Regions from separate parts of the Mus musculus genome. Here region 1 is linked to region 2. A link is a contact called in public Micro-C data. All regions are on one chromosome and are shown on one strand. Each heading gives the region's core, a stretch centred on a gene start, on an enhancer-like site or on the middle of the called end of the contact. The rest is flanking DNA. Distances are from core to core; before and after follow the strand shown. Region 1 holds the start of Hes6 (hairy and enhancer of split 6). Region 2 holds the start of Twist2 (twist basic helix-loop-helix transcription factor 2).

Region 1 (3,152 bases), core at 181-2,680, 390 kb before region 2:
CCTGGCAGCTCTCCAAAAGTCTCCTGTCTTTCTTTAGTGCACCCCCTGGCCCCCCAGCCACCATCCAGAGCTCTAGGGTCCACGAAAAAATAGTGCTAGGGACCTGCAGGGCCTGGCCATTAGGGTTGTCATTCAAGTCATCTGTTGGAGAGTGGGGAGGGCATACCTGGGGGGCATCCTGAGCTGTCTCCACCTTATCTGATACCCAGGGAGGAAGCAAACTTAAGGATGGCAGCCACCATTCACAGGTCCCTGGTAAGTGTTGGTCACCAAGGCCTCCACACACTCTGAGCCCGGCGAGCTGCAGTCAGGCTGCCTAAGGATGTAGACACCAAATCCGGCCCCTCAGCAGGCACCCGGTTTAGTTCAGCCTCTGGGATCTCCTCTAGGTCAGAACACAGGTCGTCCCCGGGACCTGGGGGACTGGACAATGGGGATTCTGGGGACCCTCCTGGAGGCCAGCTGCTCCTCCCAGAGCCTCCAGGCAGCCCAGCTAGGGAGTCCCCCAGCAGATCCTGAAAGCTGCTACCCTCACGCAGCGGCATGGATTCTAGCAGGTGGTTCAGGAGTTCAGCTGAGACAGTGGCATCGATGGCTTGGCACGTGGACACGAACGTGTGCACCTCATGCATGCACTGGATGTAGCCAGCAGCGAAGCGCTCGCTTGCTTCAGCCTGCAGCTGCTCCCGCTCTGTGCAGGAGGGTGGGAAGAAGAGAGCAGCGTCCCGCACCGTGAGCAGTGACTATCGTGGCTCGGACGATCCGCTCCGCGGGTTCGGGGCTCACCCAGGAGACACAGTAGCGTGTCCCGTTCTGGGGGAAGCCCTTGCCATGGATAGGACCGGGGCTCCGGGAGCCGACGTGTCCCGCTGTTGGGTGGCAGGCGTGCCCGGTCAGCGCCCCCGCCCTCGATCCCCGCCGCCACTCACCGCGCGCCCGGCCTCGCAGCGCGCCCTGCACGCGCCTCACGGTCAGCTCCAGAACCTCGGCGTTCTCTAGCTTGGCCTGCACCTGCGCAGAGGGGAAGGGAGTTGAGTCCGGCCGTGCGCTTCGGGGTGCACCCTGAAGGTCCCCCTCCCCCCTGCACCTTTCCCGTCGCACCTCGGTACCGGCCAGCAGCAGCCGCAGCTCCTGAAGACTCTCGTTGATCCGTGCGCGTCGCTTCTTCTCCACCAGGGGCTTCCGGGCCTGTGGGAAGCGGCTACTGAGCCCCCTGGCCCGCGCAACCTCCCCCAAGCCCATCCACCCGTAGCCCCTGTCCGCACCTTGCGGTCCCCCCGTGCTTCCCAGCGGTCCTCATCCTCCTGGCCTGCACGGTCCCGGCTGGGCGCCTGGGACGGAGCCATGGTCTACGGAGCCCGGCGCCCTAGTGCAAACTACTCAGCGAGGTGGGTCGCAGCCCGGAGGCCCCACTAGCTCTCCGGAGTCTTCCGGCCCGCGGGACCCCGCCCATTTTATAGCAACTTATTTACATGTCAATGCACCGATTGGCTGTGCGTGGTCGGAGAGGCCAGCCGTGAGGCAGCCTGTAGCCAATGAGAGCGGCGCGCTTTGTCAGGCCCCGCGGGTCTCTGGCAGCTGGCGGGGCGGAGCCCACAGCCAGACCTCCTGCCACTTAGGCCGGGCAGGACTCCTGGGCAGTGACCTCCGGCTTCTCTCTTGCTGGTGTGCTTGTACTTCCTTTCGCTGAGTTATGAGGCCAGACCTGCCTGCCTGTAAGCTCGGACTTAGCTATACATCCTTCGGTCCGTATATCTATCCATGCCGCCCTTCCACCCACCTCTTCACCCATCCATTCCTACAGGGCATTTGCTTCCCTTGGTTCACCAAAAGTGCTCTCGAGAATAGCGCTCCAGTCCCAGAGCTGACTTCAGACAGGGCAGTGCCAAAGTCAAGTCCGTGACCTCGGGACCTGGAAGGGGCTTCGGGTCACCGGTGGCGAGAGTGCAAAGTCCGGGGAAAGTACGAGCCAATTTAGCAGCAGGAACAGGACCCTTGTGTGTCCTTTTGGACCCATTAAGACACCTATAACCTTCTTACTCCAAGGTCCGCGGTCGTTCTTACTAAATCTCTATTTCTCTGTGCTCTAAGTCACTTACCCAACCACTACCTTGTCTATTTTAACCCCACCCCAACTGCCCCCAGTCAAGCTTCTCCTTCCTTGTTCATCACCCCGTACCCGCCTAAGCGCCTCTCATTTCCCTCTAGTTCCTCCGCATCCTCTTTGCGGTGGTCTCACACATCCCTGTTCCCCAACCCCTCTCCACGCTCACCTCCCTTCCCCGCGAGTCCCCTTAGAGTCCCCCATCCCCACTACCCCCAGTCCCTCTCAGCTCCTCCCCCTTCTATTCTTGGTTCCTGCAGGCCGAGGCTGCTGTCTGGCCCCAGTAACTTGATGCCCGTGACAGTTGGCAGCTGCAGCCGCTTCCGCAGAGAAAAGCGGCAGGCCGGCCAGGAGCGACAGGTGTTGGCCGCGCCTTTGTCTAGCTGGCTTTGTCCTGCAGGCTGCAACAGGCACGCCTGTGTCGGCCAGACGCCCAAGCCCCGCGTCGTCGGCGGTCCATCTGCCGGCCCTGCCTCGCCGCGGGAGGGGTGTGTGTGTGTGTGTGTGTGTGTGTGTGTGTGTGTGTGCGCGCGCGCGCGCCCCCTCGGAACCCCTGGCTCTGCTCCAGCGTTCTTGGATTTCGGCTGCTGCTTTAGAGCCAGGACAAGGAGCCAGCTCCTAATCAGCCTTTACATACTCCATCCTTAGGCCTGGACACCACTAAGCACTTCAGTGGCTGCCTGCCTGGGCACCGTTGAGGTCTTGGTAACTGGTGCTTCAGTCAGCCTGGCTGGAAGACCTTTGAGGAAGGGAAAGTACAAGCAGGCATCAATTTATTTTATTTTAGTGACTCCATTAGCCAAGTGGCTTAGACTCCATTGGTCCCAGCAGCGTGACTACTCACCCCATCTCAGGCTCAGGAAACCCTTCTCCTGTTCACCTCCCTCAGTTAAACTACTAGTTCCTGCCATTTGTCCCCTGAACCATACCCTACCTTCAAAGTTTGCCTGCATGCAGATTTCCTTAGTAGTAGGGCCTTTTAATCCCCCCCCCCCCCCCCAGGCAGGAACAGAGAACCCCAGAGGCTAGGCAAGGCCATGATGGCCAC
Region 2 (2,897 bases), core at 307-2,806:
AGGAACTTTGAATTTTTAAAAGATGAAGGAAAGGGACATTGGATAAAATGTGGCCTTCCCAGAAGGCAAGTCAGCCTGGCAATGGGCACTGTGGCTGAAGGAGACCTTTAACTACCCTTCTGAAGCCTGAGAATGTTTAAGGAGCCACAGAGCTGTGACAGTCCTCTGTGAGTGGGCCTGCTCTCCACAGAGCATTGTTCCAGTGGTGCGTGTTGCATGTCCCCAAAGGTGGAGAGCCCAGGCCTTTGGTGAGGGGGCAAGAAGTGGCATACACAGCTCTTCCAGCTCCTTAGACAGTGGTCTCAACCCGAGGGCCCCACATCGGGGGCCCTCCCCACTGCCCCCAGGAGTGGCTGAGGCTGTAGCAGTCTCTGGCCTCAGGTTCAACTTCAATAAGACCTAGTTAGCCCTTGATCACAGGGCTTCTCTGACAGCCATGCTCAAGCCTGGCCTAGTTGAGCCCGGGTCACCTGGGAATAGGTTCAAAGGCAAGGAAGCTGTAAACCACCTCCAGGCCCCAGCTAGAGCGGCCTGGCGAACAAAGAGACCCCAAGCACTTCAAACGCGCTGGCTGGCGCTCGGCGCTCAGAGTCCAGATGGCAAAGGGCCGGGATCCGTGATGTCTGTTCACCAAGGCCTGGCCCAATGTTCTGCAATCCTGAGCCCTCCTGCCCTGCCCATCAGTGCCCAGGGCAGGGGACTTCAGACAGGTTCAGCCTCTCCCTAGTCTCAGTGTTCTGGGCCCACCACCCGCCTGCAAGTGAAGCACAGTACAGAGGCTGAGGCTGAACCCCAAACCGGGATCCAACACTCAGGGCAAGGTCAGGTAGGCAGGCATGGCGGGCACATGGGCGCTCCCGCAGAGGCTCGCTGTGATGCCTAAGCTATAAAGCATTTAGGGGGCAGGTTCTGAAAACGTGTCCAGGCTGAAGTAGCCCAGAAAATCGGGATTGAAAAAGGATCTCCAACTTGCATACTGGCCCGAGCCGGGCGGCGTCTCTATAGATCCTAGAGGCGAGATCGTGGGGGTGGACATCTCTGCCAACAGGCGAGTATCTGCCCTGCCCCGGGTCGTGGCACTCTGCCTGCACAGCTCCACTCACTGCGGGCAGGATCGCGTTGCAGACGCCGGAGGTCTCAGTGCGCGCCCCAAGAGGCTCCCAGCTGCGTCCTTGGTCCACGGAGCACATCTGGGCTTGGACTTGCCTCCTCCACCCCTCGCAGAGACCCTGAACCCTGGCAGGGCCAAATCTGCTCCAGGAGACTCAGACAAAGGCAGGCACCGTTGAACTTAGAGGTCAGCACCGCTGATTAGCGGCCCGCGCCTGGGGTAGGAGCGCAGGCTGAGCGCGCGGATCTGGCCTCCGAGATGCGGGCCACAGTCAGGGCCGAAAAAAGCGGAGACAAAACTGAAAGTGCCGCCCGGGGGGGGGGGGGGGGGCGGGGGCGGCCGGCGAAGGCCCCAGAATTTGTCCTGCCCCTGGCCACGGTGGCCAATCAGCGCGCCGCCCTCGCTCCTGACAGCTATTTAGCAACCCAGCCGGGATAGAGTTTCCAAAAAAGTTAGAATAACTTCCTCTCCCGGAGACCTCGGTTTTGCACAAGCCGGCCTCGAAATCAGAGCCTTTGAGAGCGACCCGGGAGCCTGTGCTCGGCGGCCGCGGGCTTGGCCAGTGGCGTGCGCTCGGCGCCCCCCAGCCCCACGCGCGCCGGGCGGGCGCCATGGAGGAGGGCTCCAGCTCGCCGGTGTCCCCCGTGGACAGTCTGGGCACCAGTGAGGAAGAGCTGGAGAGGCAGCCCAAGCGCTTCGGCCGGAAGCGGCGCTACAGCAAGAAATCGAGCGAAGATGGCAGCCCGACCCCGGGTAAGCGCGGCAAGAAGGGCAGCCCGAGCGCGCAGTCTTTCGAGGAGCTGCAGAGCCAGCGCATCCTGGCCAACGTGCGCGAGCGCCAGCGCACCCAGTCGCTCAACGAGGCCTTCGCCGCGCTGCGCAAGATCATCCCCACGCTCCCCTCTGACAAGCTCAGCAAGATCCAGACGCTCAAGCTGGCCGCCAGGTACATAGACTTCCTCTACCAGGTTCTCCAGAGCGACGAGATGGACAATAAGATGACCAGCTGCAGCTACGTGGCTCACGAGCGTCTCAGCTACGCCTTCTCCGTGTGGCGCATGGAGGGCGCGTGGTCCATGTCCGCCTCCCACTAGCGCCGCGCCGTGCCATCCACCTCCGGAGCCGCAAGCCAGGGTAGGTGCTGCGTGTGGTGGGCATCCACGACGCACGGGTGGGTGGGCGGACGGGCCAGTGTATCTCTCCTCGTGAAGGTACCTCAGGCAACCGCACAGGGATGGGGTGAGCTTCCTCACCCTGCAAGGGTTGGCGCGACCTGAGAAAACTCTCCTACCCCGGGGGCACGCCCAAGGTCTTTTGCCAAGGGTATCCGTTCGGAATCCACCCGCCTGTGGTTCCCCATCAGGGTCCAAATACACTTATTGGACAAATGGTCACTTTTCATTTTTGGTGGATGGGTATCTGTGGGTGACTCTGTGGGGAGCGGTTGTCAAAACGTCTTCCTTAGGCCAGCGGAGGCCAGGAGATGCGATGCCCGCTGGGTTGTGGCCGACCTGTTGCCTCGCGCTCATTCTATGGAGCTGAGGAGCCCACGCGTGGTACAGACAATCCGCTCTTTCTGATCCGCAGTTCCGGCCCGCGCCTTGGATGCTAGGGCGTTCAAGCCCTAGCCGGCTCAGTACGTAAGATGATGCTGGCCCCTGGCGCGGCAGAGAGGTTTCTGTTCAGCGCTGGGGCTCCAGGTTCACAGAGGAGCAAATCTCTGGGCGCCAAGAATGCAGTAGACCCTTGTCGCCCCAAAAGTATGGAACCCTCAAGCGCCCAGGCC

The links. Hi-C and Micro-C count contacts between places; a contact is called where the count stands out from the background.
Region 1: a contact with region 2 is called in a Micro-C map of embryonic stem cells, with 2.1 times the contacts expected there. The contact joins the promoter of Hes6 here to the promoter of Twist2 in region 2. A contact is called at or near these places in 1 of 39 promoter capture datasets (embryonic stem cells), 5 of 484 Hi-C or Micro-C datasets (embryonic fibroblasts, embryonic stem cells and stem cell-derived neural progenitor cells), 1 of 115 datasets of contacts at active chromatin or transcription factors (the NIH/3T3 cell line) and 1 of 9 other capture datasets (pancreatic islet).

The regions. Positions count from the first base shown.
Region 1 is chr1:91,411,792-91,414,943 of GRCm38.p6, forward strand. Hes6 (hairy and enhancer of split 6) reads right to left here and starts at 1,431. Exons shown (of 4, transcript NM_019479.3): 1 at 1,266-1,431; 2 at 1,102-1,188; 3 at 930-1,011; 4 at 1-691. The coding sequence starts at 1,346. The coding sequence ends at 267.
Region 2 is chr1:91,799,905-91,802,801 of GRCm38.p6, forward strand. It overlaps Twist2 (twist basic helix-loop-helix transcription factor 2), which reads left to right and starts at 1,557. Exons shown (of 2, transcript NM_007855.3): 1 at 1,557-2,245. The coding sequence starts at 1,723. The coding sequence ends at 2,205.